Linked DNA regions of Gossypium hirsutum: region 2 is linked to region 1. The links are chromatin contacts, called in public Hi-C maps. All regions are on one chromosome and are shown on one strand. The core of a region is the stretch at or near the end of the contact, and the rest is flanking DNA. Distances in the headings are between cores, read along the strand shown. Region 1 has its middle 13 kb from the start of LOC107952193. Region 2 holds the start of LOC107951287 (phosphatidylinositol-3-phosphatase SAC1).

Region 1 (6,376 bases), core at 260-2,759:
ATATCTAGTGAGATGAACCCTATGATGAATTATGTCGTTTGATTTCTATTTTACGCAATAAATACTTAGATATTGTTCTCAATTATGTGTGTTTAATTCTTGGTTTGATATTTCTAGATTATTGATCAATGTTTGATGTGCTTAAATCAGAAGAGGAATGAGCCTATTTAAGAGTAGATCTAGCGAAATTGAGTGGAGTTGCATGTAATTCTAGAAATAGGACGACATAAATCTACCATATTAGAGTCAAACCTAATAGAGGAATCCATAGATAGGGTTAATACAATAATAAGGGTTTTAATTACAAAGAAATTTCAATTAATCAACCTAGAGTGCTCTTATTCTTGAAGAGAGATATTAGCATAATTTAGGGATTTCTACAGATCAAGATACTAAGCGAAGAAATTGTGTAATTTAGATTAATAATGATAGATGAAATTTAGATGAATTTTTTCATGGGTATTGTTTTGATTATTAGTTGTTTACTCAATTATTTGCCTAATTTGTTATTTGTCGCGTTCATAGTTAATTAATTTAGTTAATTCTATTTATCAATCAATTGCTCTAATTATTCGGTTAAACAATAGAAAGAAGGCAATTACTAGTACTTTTAGTCCTCGCGAGAACAATATCTTTGCTCACTGTAACTATACTATTAATTAATAGGTGCATTTGCCTTAGTTAGATTTTTAGTTGGTTTACGATTGCATCAAGTTCTTTTCTAGTCTGTGTGTTTGCTTGAAGAGAAGCAAAGATTTAAGTGTGAGAATTTGATCTGTCATAATTTAATATGGCAAATTGAGTCATTTTCAATACTTAACAACCTTTGAATCAAGAATTTTAATGTTATTTTAATAGTTTTATGATTTATTTGTTATTTATGTTTTGTCGATTAAAATAAGCCTTGTAAGATATTTATTGACAAATTAAGCAACATCATTCCTAATAAATTCTAACTAAGTGATGTAATTGGTGTAAGAAACTGACTTGAGCTAAATGGCATAGATGTTAGAAGATTGTTGAGAATGTTGCTGCATTGGATACACGAAATCATGACATTAAAGCTGAATATGTACCTAGGATGAATTTCGAGATACATCATCATTGTAGGTGGACTATGACCAAGGTCACGACATTGGAGGTTAAGAGTAGCGACATTGAAAAAGTGAAGTTACAAATTTTGATAAATAAAGTGAACTTTTATTGTTATTTAAAACATTTCATTTTTACAATTTAATTACAAATCGTGTAAATATATAACCTTTGCGTAAGAAGGGAACTAATACTAGTAATAAATAAAAGCATCATCATGTTAATCTTTTAGGTTCTTTGATGGAAAACTCTCTGAAAGTGGTGACGGTGATGGTGATTCACAATTATCTGAAGATCGTAACACCAAGAAAATTAGGTTTAAAGATGATTCCGATGGGGCTTCTGTGGATATGGCTATGGACTCTGATCCACCTTTAAGTGCGACAATGTCATGGAAAGACAAACTCTTTGGGGCTGGTTTGTCTTGTGCTGGTCAGGAAGTTGCGGGGGTTGATGGGGGAAGTGATGGAGATTTTATTCTGTTGGACGATGATATTATAAGGTCCACTGTTAATGGAATCCCGACAATTGATTTCTCCGATCGAGTCAAAGAAATTTTATACAAAGAGATGGAGATGACAGTAGTTTTAAAACTACTAGGCCAAAATATCAGCTATGGTGTTCTGTTTATTCGAATTAGAAACCTTTGGAAGCATATACATCCATTTCAATTAATGGATATTGAGAATGGGTATTTTTTGGCTAAGTTCTAGAACAAGGAGGATTATGACGATGTTTTAACACAGGGACCATGGATAATTTTTGGGCAATATTTGACAGTCCAACCGTGGACAAAAGACTTTTCTCCCCTTCAACCATACCCAAGTGTAGTTATGGCGTGGATCAGGCTACCTGGATTACCTGGGTTTATGTACAAGAGGATGATCCTCGAGGCAATTGGAAGCATGATCGGTAAGGTTGTAAAGTTTGACTTTAATACCGATAATAGAACTAGGGGCAGATTTTCCAGAATGGCTCTGTTCATCAACCTGGATAAGCCTCTCATTTCTCAGATTTGTGTTAATGGAAAAATTCAGAGGGTGGAATATAAAGCCTTACCAACGGTTTGTTTTACCTGTGGAAAATACGGGCATGTGAGGGAGTTGTGTCCCTTATTGAAAGAAACATCGGACAAAGCTAGTGACAAAGTGGTGATTGACGGTGGTTCAAGCAACAACAATGGCTACCTTAGGAAGGACTCTGAACCAACTTTCAGTCCTTAGATGTTGGTGGAGCATAGATCCCAGTGAAGATCAAGGAACTCTCAGAATTCTGGTGGTATGGTTGCTAGAAAAGGGAGGTTGGGCTCCAAATTTAATGTCCTTAACATTAAAGGTAAGAGGACTGGCAGTGAAGAAGAGACGACAAAGGCAGATTTTGGGGGATTAAACGCTAATGCGGTGGAATCTGATTTGATTCCCCTTGATTCTAGGGAAGAAAATAATATTAAATCTGTGACTTACCCGCATATTAAAGCTACTAAAAAATTGGTTCTTGATTCAGATGCCCAAAAGAATATTTGCAATCCGGGCCTGAATTTGGAAGCCTAAAAGAATACTACTAAATTAGTTACTAAGCGCATGGGGGGAAGAGTCCATTTGGGCCAAGAAAATGACAGAATAAGGCTGAAAAGTCTGAGGAAAAATATAATGATTGATAGTGGGTCAAATGGGTCTCTGGTTAGGCCGCCATCCAAAGAGAACCCAAACGGATTATGTTTGCAGGCTTGTCCAATTGAAACAAATCTTTTTGCATCCAGTATACATATGAATTCAAGGACCACAAGTATTCAAGCTTGTGGATCGGTGGAAAACCAAGATAGGCCTTTGCCTCTCTCCAGGCCCGTTAATGACCAATAGCTTTCTCCTGCATAGTCCAATTCCAAGAAACCTTAGGTTTTTCCAAATGTTAAATTAATTTCGACTAACCTAGAATTTGTTACTGTTTTTTCGGATGCAGGTAACTTTGGAAACCATTTTGACTCTAAACTGCGAGCTAGCAACTCAAATTATATCAAGGCATATTTCAACCCAGCTTTTGAAGGCCTTGTAAAGGTTGAGGTCCAGCTAACTGATAATATTTTAGATCAAGGGAAACACTTTGCTGTCACTTTTAAAAAATTTTCTAATTCTCCTTATTAGTCTAAAGGTCATACTTTTGAGCCTATAAGTGCAGGCAACACAGGAAATAAGGATCGAAAAAGCAATGAAAATTTTGGCATTACTAAAGGAGGACATAATAATAGTAATGTCTTAAAGGGACGCGAGAGTATATTTAAAGCTTCTGTAAACTCACGAGTTTCTTTAGCTGACTCTATGAAATAGGTGGCAAAGCTTATATCCTCTGACCTCTCGAACGAAGATAAAATGGGAGTGCTTGTTGAATCTAACCCTAGTGGATTGAATGATTCCCGATAGCAATGGTATGGTTCTTTACAATTTTTTATTAATTATGAATCTCTCGATTTTTTCTTAGAATTGTCAAGGATGCACCAATGCCAGATTTCCTCGCATTTTTCGTGGGTATACTATGGAGTACAGACCAAATATTATTAGCTTGTTCGAAAGTAGAGTTAGTGGGCCCAAGGCTGATAAAATTATTGCACATTTGGGATTTCAATTTTCTCACCAAATGGAGGCTATTGGTTATGCTAGGGGCATTGGATTGGATGGAATAAGTCTGTTAAAGTTGAGATTATACGAAAACACCCCCAATTCATTATTACTCGGGTTTGGCTTAGTTTTTCGTCAAATTTGATTTCAATTAGGTTCATTTATGGAAGTCCTAATTGTCAGAAGCGGAAAAACCTTTCGTATGATTTGAGAGATACTATTCCTGTTGGGCAAACTCCTTGGATGGTGATCGGAGACTTTAATGCTATTCTTTCCTCAAATGAGAAAATGGATGGCCTTTCGGCTGGCAAGAGATGCCCTCACTTTGGTAATTTTGTGAAATTGGCTAACCTTCATGATTTGGGGTTCAGGGGACCTCCCTTTACATGGCATAAGGGTAAATCTGTTTGAAAGATTGATTCGTGCATTGGGAAATGAGGCTTGGGTTAACTATTTTCCAAATAGCTTAATTACTCATCTTCTAAGGATTAAATCTGTTCACGGACCTCTTCTCTTCAGCCTCAATCCGAGTTTAGACTTGCCTAGGGGAAGACAATTTAGGTTCTTAGCAGGCTGGGTTGAACACCTTGATTTTGATAATCTAGTGAAGAATCAGTGGGACTTTCAAGGGAATATGTCCGTTGTAACATCCCAAATTATGGCCTAGTCAGAACAGTGGTTTTGAGACCAAAAATCTTAGATAGAAATAATTGTTTTATGATTTTTATGAGGTCCATGATAGGTATACAGGCTTGTGAAAAACTTTTCATGAAGAAATTCTATGCATAAAATGTCTAATTGAACTGTAGGGACCAAAATGAAAAAGATGCAAAACTTGTGTTCTAGAAGCTTTAAGCATGAAATTGCAATAGATTATTAATTAGAAGGACCTAATTAGCAATTTGTCTAATTTTTAAAAGTTTGGACAAAAATGGACATGCATAGGAAAAATTTGAAAGAAAGGCTTTAAGGGCATTTTAGTCATTTGGTAATTAAATGAATTACAAAGGGAAAAATCAAGTGAAAATGTTGTCCATCTTCTTCAAGGGGTGCCTAAAATTGAAAGGAGCCATAGCTAGGGTTTCCAAATTTTCCAAGCTTGATAGTAAGTCAATCCTAGCCCCGTTTTTAATGTTCTTTGCATTTATGAAATCCTTGAAGCTTAATCTATCTATTTCTACCCATATTTTGAGCTAGGATTTGTGTTCAAAATGTTACTCATGTGTGACATGCATGTTCTTTGGTGTTTTATGAGGGAATATATGAGTTTGATGTATGATGAACATCTTTTGTTAAATGATTTTGCATGAAAACACCTAAAAAGGACTAAATTGAAAGCAATGTAAATTGAGTGATAAAAATCTGTTTTGATGAGTAATGTGGGCTTTTATGAGTATAAGAAATATTTGGCTAGGCTTGGGCAGTAATGGAAATGAGTACATTTCAATATGCAAGCCTAGAGACTAAATTGCAATTTTGTAAAAGTCTAGGGGAAAAACTATAATGGTTTCAAAATTGTGATTTATGGACTGAATTTGGCAATGTGATAATTAAATAAGTGTAATTTTCTATTATAGATCAAGAAAAATGGAGTCCGAACCTAAACCAAAGGAAAAGAAAGATTTTGGACTAAAACGTAAAGTTGGCAATATTTTGTGACCGAGGTAAGTTGTGTGTAAGTAATTCAACAAATTCATTATCGTGTATTTAATGCTTGATGTTATATGAAATATGTGTATATGCTCTAATGGAATTTGACTTGAAATGATTTAATAACAATTTGATGATAGCTTTGTATTTCAGAAATCCCGGGTGACCCTAAGGAATACTTAGGATTTGGATGTCACGAAACCATGGTTAACGAGATCCCGTGTAAGACCATGTCTGGGACATGGCATCGACGTTGATACGTAACCCCGTGTAAGACCATATCAGGGATATGGCTTCGACATCGTTAAGTGATTTCGTATAAGACCATGTCTGGGACATGGCATAGATATGAAGTACCTTATAAGACCATGTCTAGGGCATGGCATCGGTAATGATTCGAGACTTCGTATAAGACCATATCTGGGATATGGCATCGATGTGTGGTCCCATGTAAGACCATGTCCGGGACATGGCTTTGGCACCCTATTTGATGTCTGATAATCTCGAACATCCTTCTATATTCCATATGGTTCAACGGGTCATTCAAGATCAAGGTTAAGAGATGGAGAAATATGAATAAGCTATGAGTAGTACAGGTATGTACACAAGCCTCATGAGTATGGAATTTGACTCATGATGGAAAATTTAGCATGAGTAAGAAAGAGTAAGTTAAGTTGTGAAGTTCAATGACATTTATTATCGATTCTTATTATGTCCATTGTGTGTAAATTGATAATGTGGTGGTAATTAGTAGCATTTTTAACTCAAGAAATTTTATAATATATGTTGTTTATTAGTTACATACAACTAACTAAGCTTTATGCTTATAGCCTTTCTGTTTTTCCCTTTTTCTTAGCATCACCAAGCTAGCTCGAAGATCGTAGACGTCGAAGCTCAAGCCACACTATCAACAAATCTTGTGGGGTATATTTGGTTTAATACATTTAAGTATGGCATGTATAAGGGACTTATTATTATTTTTATACGTGTCATATTGGTTGGCCAAAGTGATGGCCCATATT
Region 2 (6,754 bases), core at 1,144-3,643, 610 kb after region 1:
TGATTAATATGCATGGTAAGATAAATTAAGGTGAGTATTGATATTGAATTGAATGAAAATGTACTGAATTGTGAAACTATGTGAATATATGGATTGAATATTGATTGAAAGGTGGAAAATGATTGAATTGAAAATGTGAGAAATTGTGATTGAATTGAGGTTATATGTGATTTAAATACCCTATTAACTAGTCGGGCTGAGTCGGATATAGTTGGTATGCCATAGGATTGGAAGTGTTCAAGGATACTTCGACCATGAGTCGATGAGACATTGAGTGTCATATTATTACTTCGGATAAATTTGATGACGTGTTGGGTACCAACTTACTTCGGCAAGGCCGATGAGACACTGGGTGTCACTCTATTACTTCGAATTATCTGATGAGGCACTGGGTGCCATACTGGTGTGTTTTGGTTGGATCCATGTATCCATCTGAGTCTGATTCATGTTAATAGGGGTAAATAAATGAATTGAATTGAGACATGAAAATGAAATGTATGAACCATGTGCTCATAGAATGGTTGTTGAATGAGATAGTGCTATGATTGAAATCGAAGAATGAATTGAAATGTGATTTGAGACACATGATTGTGTCATATAGTGAAAGCTATCGGGATAGTAAATTGATTGAATAGAATGAGTGCAAATACTTTATCTATGAAATGGTTATTTGTAAAACTATGTCTACCGTATGATAAAATGTGTATGCTTTAAAATATTATTTTTTCTAAAGTATTCGAATTATAGAAATACCACTGAGTTTTATACTCAATGTATGGTTTGTTTTTATGCGCATGTTAGGTTAAAGTCGAATTGCTGAATTAGTATTTAAGGCCAATCCCGAACTCATTATGGTAAAGTACATATCTTTTTGGTAATGGCATGTACCTATGACATTTGTATTTTTCATTTTGAAAAGTGTTGCAAAATATGTTATAAAATGTTAATGAATACATATATATATAATTTTATGTACTATATTAAGATTATAAATATTATGTTTTGGTATGAAAATTAGATTTGATTTGAATGAAGTAATTGAATTGATTGGGATATCATATGAGAAAGAATATGGTTGTTAGATAATTATGTAATGTTCATATTTGATTCCAAATATCAGGTAATGCTCCGTAACCCTATTCCGGCTACGGATATGGGTTAGGGGTTGTTACACATTGTGATTGAATATTAATGGTTCTAATTTGGGTGCAAAATTTATAACCCAAAATTGTATGTTTGTTAATGTGATAAGTCCGGTAATGCCTCGTACCCTCTTTCAGCGTTGAATACGGGTAAAGGGTGTTACATCTCGTTCCACTGAGAGGCTGAGTATAGGGGTTTAACTTATGCTACTGCTGAGATTATCTGGTTGGAATCATCGTTGGTTGAGTTAAAGGTTAGAATTAAAGGCCAAACTGTTGTGGGTGTGATAATTCAAGTGCAGTGGTTGTTTTAGCCAATCCAGTAATGCATTCCAAGTTCAAATATGTAGAATTGGACTTATTCTTTGTTAAAGAGAAAGTGAAAACAAGCAAATTGATGGTTGATCATGTTCCAATACAGGATCAGATTGGAGATGAGCTTACCAAACCTTTATTCGCACCTTTTTTCAACAAGTTTAGGTTTAGCTTTGGTGTTGTTAGCAAGTATAAACAAAAACAAGAAGAAGAAGAAGTCACTAGGAGGACCAGTAAATGTTGTAGTTGCTAGTTAGGTAAATTAGGTAATTCTGTTAGCAGTTGCTATTAGTTAAGTCAGTTAGTTCAATGTAATCTGTTTCAATTTCAGTTAATTTATCGGCTAAGAATCGGTTAGGATGATTGTTAGACTGAGTTTCTTGGTTGGTTCATTAGCTATTCTCTTGTATAAATGTGAGGCTTAATCCTATTGAGATTATTAGAGCTTTTGATATAAAATAAGTACTCTCTTTCCCCCCCTTTTTTTTTGTTTTCTTTGTGTATTTAAACACCTAATCTATTATTATAATATTTATATTTTAAAAATATTTTTAAAAATATTTTTATTTAAATTTAGTCTAATATTAATTATCTTATTTTTAAAATTAAACTTAGATATTATTATATTTTAGTTTCATAACCATATTATTAATAACACGTTAAAAAATTTACGAAAATTTATAAGAAATAATCAAATATAATTTAATTATTGCATACAATTAATATATGCATCGTAAATAAAAAAGCTATTATATGCATACAAATAAAAGATAACAAGTTATATTTCCATTAATTATTTAACTGTAGATAATTAAAAATAACATAATCGAATAGTTAAATAATTATTTTATAACAAAAGAAAATTTAATAATAGTTAAAAGACTCTCTGTATAATTTACTCTATATTTGTAAGTTACTTCAATGACACCACGCGGCCGGCGCCAACACAGTGGGTTAGGAATCGAATAGGCAAAGACTATATAGCCAAAGCCAACTCAGTTAAGAGTCCCAGAAATCCAAAAATGTTTTAATCGTCAAAGAAAACTAACTAGAAAACCAAAACCAAATGTCCAAGACATAACGCATAAATTGAATTGAGTCCCAAAATTTTACCACCAAAATGGCAAAATTGGAGAATTTGAAAACCAATTTGTCTCTTCCATACGCTAAGATCCATCCTTCCATTGATCCGGAGGCCGATCCCAATTCCTATTCTCTTGAAAAGTTCCGGCTTTACGAAACCCGAGCGGTAACAGTCCTTTCTTTTCTGTGTTTGTTCTCATGGCAAAATCATACAGTTCTCTTAATTTTAGCAACAAGGAAGAGAATGCTCTAAATTATTATTTTTTGTTCATTTTTGCATAAGGTTAGTTGCTGTGTAATTGTTCTTGAATTGGTATCCTTTTAAGATAAAAAGATGGAAAAAAGTGGAAATTAGGGTTTTGTATTCGATTCTCAAGTTTTCTGCTTACTGCGGGAGAAAAAAGGAGAAATTTCGAGCAGAAGAAACTAAAATCACAATATTAAAAAAAAAGTGAAAGAAGTAAAGAATTTCTCTTAAATCTGAAGCGACTAAAATTGATTATCAAGGAATCTTGAGGCTGCTGTTTGGTCGCTCTGAAAATTGCAATCTGGGTAGTTAGATTACTTTTATGTATGATTTTAATCTTGTTTTGTTCAGGATTGAGTTTTTTTTTTCTGGTTTCTTTAAACAGAGGTATTATTTAATTGGGAGTGATAGGAACAAGAAATTCTTTCGGGTCTTGAAAATTGATAGATCTGAACGATCTGATCTTAATATCAGTGAAGACCCAGTGGTTTATTCACCACAAGAGATCAAAAACTTGCTTCAGCGGATTGCCGAAGGAAATCGTGCCACTGGGGGCTTAAACTTTGTGGCAAAAGTTTTCGGGATTGTGGGTTAGTGACAATTTACTCTCTCTTGTTTTGTTTTTGAGGTATTGAAGGAATTGTTTCTATTAAACTCAGTACTACGTGTCGGAATCTTTTTAGGTTGCATCAAGTTTTTGGAATCATACTACTTGATTCTGGTTACAAAGCGACAGCAAATTGGTAGTATATGTGGTCATGCAATATATAGCATAGATGAGAGTCAGTTGATCACAGTTCCTCATGTTTCTGTTCAATCCGACATAGCGCATTCTAAAACTGAGCTGAGGTATCTCCTTTACTTTGCAAGCTTCATAATTAGTTTTAGGATTTGGTGAAAACCTCTGGATCTTATTTATTTCTTTTTTTTTTTTTAATTCAGTTTGAAACTAGAATTTCTATATCTTTTTGACATTACCTGCATCCATTTTATTCATTTATCTCTCTTGCATTCCTAGAAATATTTTTGTAGAATATGGATGCAATTGGAAGACTAATCTATGTATTGACACTGAAACGTACCATTAGAAGTGTTTTTTTTTTTACTATTAGTAGGTTGCTAGGTAGCATTTATAGTTTCTTGGTTTCATAATGATTACTTTATGGAGATAATGAATTATTTTTGTTACCTAAGTGGGTCAACGGAGAAGTGATGAGAGTAGAATCGGGAAATCCTCTATCTGCTCTCACTATTTTTGGTTTCTGCTAATATAATTAATTTGAATGGAGATCAGTTGTTTTGATCTTCTTGAATCAGCCGTCAGGCCTTGCTTCATTTGCTTTATAAGAACTCAGAGGTTACAGATATTTGTTAAATGAACAAATGCTCCCAGTTTTAAAGATTAGTGATATTCCGATGCTAAACCATATTTAGTGCTATACGTGTGGAGTCCTGTTTGGAGATTTATTCCTTTTAATAAGATCTTGCTTTCTTTAAAGTAATTATATAACTGTTATCGTGCAAATTTATCCTTATATCTATATCAGAAATGATAGTCATCATTTTAATATATGGTTTCTCTCCGTAACTACATCAGAAAAAGAATGTTAAAACTAAATCATCTTGTAGATATATTATGTTGTAAGTTGTAAGCAGTGAGGCAGCAGAAACATGGAAATGCATTATCTCCCCTTTCCATATTTGGTCTCTGCTTATCTACTTTAATTTGAACAGAGAATCAGTGACATTATCTTCTCCAACAGGCAAAATTACCTTCAGGCCTTGTTTACTTTGCTTTATAAGAACATAGAGCAATTTGTTATGGGAACAGTCTCCCAAGTTTAAAGATATGTAGTTTTCCAATCTTGAATGCCATATAGTGCTGTGTGTGGAGACCTGTTTGGATATTTATCTATTTTAATAAGATCTTGCTTTTGTTTAATACCTTTTAGTAATTGTAAGGGCTGCCATGAAAATCAATCCTTATATGTTTATCAACAATTATATTTGCCATTTAGATCTGTGATTTTTGTGAAACTAAATAATATTGTACATAATTTATGTTGTAGGCTTCTCCTTATTCTTTTTTTCTTGTATTCTGCTATTAAGTTTTTCTTCTTCTTCCCATACTTTTTACATAATTCTCACTTTCTAATGGAATTAGGGTCTAATTTTAGTAGCTTTTTAATTATTCTTAATCTATTGTTTTTGGTTTCAGGTACAAAAAGCTGCTTTCCAGTGTGGACTTGACCAAAGATTTTTTCTACAGTTATACATATCCCATAATGCAAAGTTTGCAAAAAAATGTTTTAGCCATGGGTGAAGAAAGGATGCCATATGATAACATATTTGTTTGGAATGCCTATCTAACCCAAGCCATACGCTCAAGATGCAGTAACACTATTTGGACAATTGCATTAGTTCATGGGCATTTTAAACAGGTAATTAAAATATTGGCTGCATATTTTTGCTGCACTGAATACGTTTTATTCATTTTCATTTTGTAGAATTAGTTTTACGGCTAGTTGTAATAAGTCATCATTTATGCCTTGTTAGGTTCTTCTTGTCTTACGTTTACTGCCATAAGCTTCTGGTTCTTTTTTTTTGGCTATGTCGGCCTTTATTTATATTCTTTTTCCATTTGCCTCTATACATGGACAAGAAAAATTTCAGTCAGGTTTAATTCAGACGTATGTTCCTACATACTAAAATTAAATAATCTGGAATCTTGAATGTGAAGTAAGATTTCTGAAAGGTTTGAGATATAATTTACTGTAACTTTGATAATATTTGATACAGTTACACAACAAACTTTGAATACTTTTCTTACGATTTATTTTTCATTTATTTTAAAGGAAGCTGGCCTTTGATGTTTAATTTTTAGTGATGCTGAAAGTCTTTGGTTAAAACGATGTGTTATGTATATAAAACTTTTATTTAACTTTGCTGTAATACTTGTTGCATATTCAACCAATTCTCTCTCTCTTTCTGGCTACTTTAATGCAGATTCGGCTATCAATCTTTGGGAGGGACTTTAGTGTTACCCTAGTTTCTAGACGATCTCGGCATTTTGCTGGAACACGGTAAGGTCTGCTTTGCATGCATCTTTCATCCTTTTATTTTACAGGCCATTTCAATTCAACCATTGGAATATATTGACATATGTTTTCAACTTGAAGGGCTGCCATTTTGTTCAGAAATTGTATTCTTTACTTGGTTTGTTTGGATATTTCTAACTCAGACCTTGGTGCACTAAATATTTGAATACATTTTTCTTGAAAAGTGTCAGAAATAAAGTCTCCTTTTTGCTCGGTTTTCTCCAATTTAAAATTTTAGGCATGTTGGTATCTCTTTATTAGTCAAAGGGTCAATTTATGACTGATAGGCATTAACCTCATTATAATGTCATATGTAGTAGTTTGAGGTAGGAGTAGGAGTAGGAGTGATAATATGATATGGACGCTTTAATTGCAATAGGAGTTTTTAGTTTTATTTATTTATTATATCAAGTTTTACTAAGAGTTTTAGTTTTACTTATTTTATCTATTATATTAGGCTTTTGTTTCCTTCATAAACTAAGTTAGGAATTCTATTTTATGTCAATTAGGGCTCTTTCCTTTGTTATTAACCGTCTATAATAGGCTGCCAATATGAAATAAAGAGGTAAGCAATTGTTCTATCAAAAGAAACGTTATTTTGAGAGGGGGTTCAGTCAAGGACGAATTTGCCTTTTGAGTAACCATAGGTCGAAGCAAGAATTCTTTCTCGTCTAGACCTGTGACTAGATCCTACGCCAAGGCGCATAACATAATATCAGTTGGTTTATATTCAGTGGAATTTACTTGAGAGCTTGATGAAGAAGTATGGGGAAAATAAAAAAAGATCTTCATATGGCTTCATTTATCTATAAAGTGTTTATGAGGGATTTCCTGGGGAAGCTTTAATGTAGGTCTTAGAGAAAAAGAGT

What was found. A called contact is a pair of places that touch in the nucleus more often than the background predicts.
Region 2: a contact with region 1 is called in a Hi-C map of seedling, with 2.6 times the contacts expected there. The contact joins the promoter of LOC107951287 here to the enhancer-like site in region 1. A contact is called at or near these places in 2 of 34 Hi-C or Micro-C datasets (leaf and seedling).

The regions. Positions count from the first base shown.
Region 1 is chrA02:34,599,497-34,605,872 of Gossypium_hirsutum_v2.1, forward strand. No RefSeq gene overlaps it. Among protein-coding and RNA genes, the nearest start is that of LOC107952193, 13 kb to the right of the region's middle. Within about 2 kb of position 1,510, at least 8 of the 9 cell types and tissues checked have an H3K27ac peak or open chromatin away from gene starts, as enhancers often do. A contact at or near this core is called in leaf, where this site is marked.
Region 2 is chrA02:35,209,081-35,215,834 of Gossypium_hirsutum_v2.1, forward strand. It overlaps LOC107951287 (phosphatidylinositol-3-phosphatase SAC1), which reads left to right and starts at 2,394. Exons shown (of 16, transcript XM_016886282.2): 1 at 2,394-2,706; 2 at 3,173-3,377; 3 at 3,471-3,636; 4 at 5,006-5,228; 5 at 5,794-5,870. The coding sequence starts at 2,578.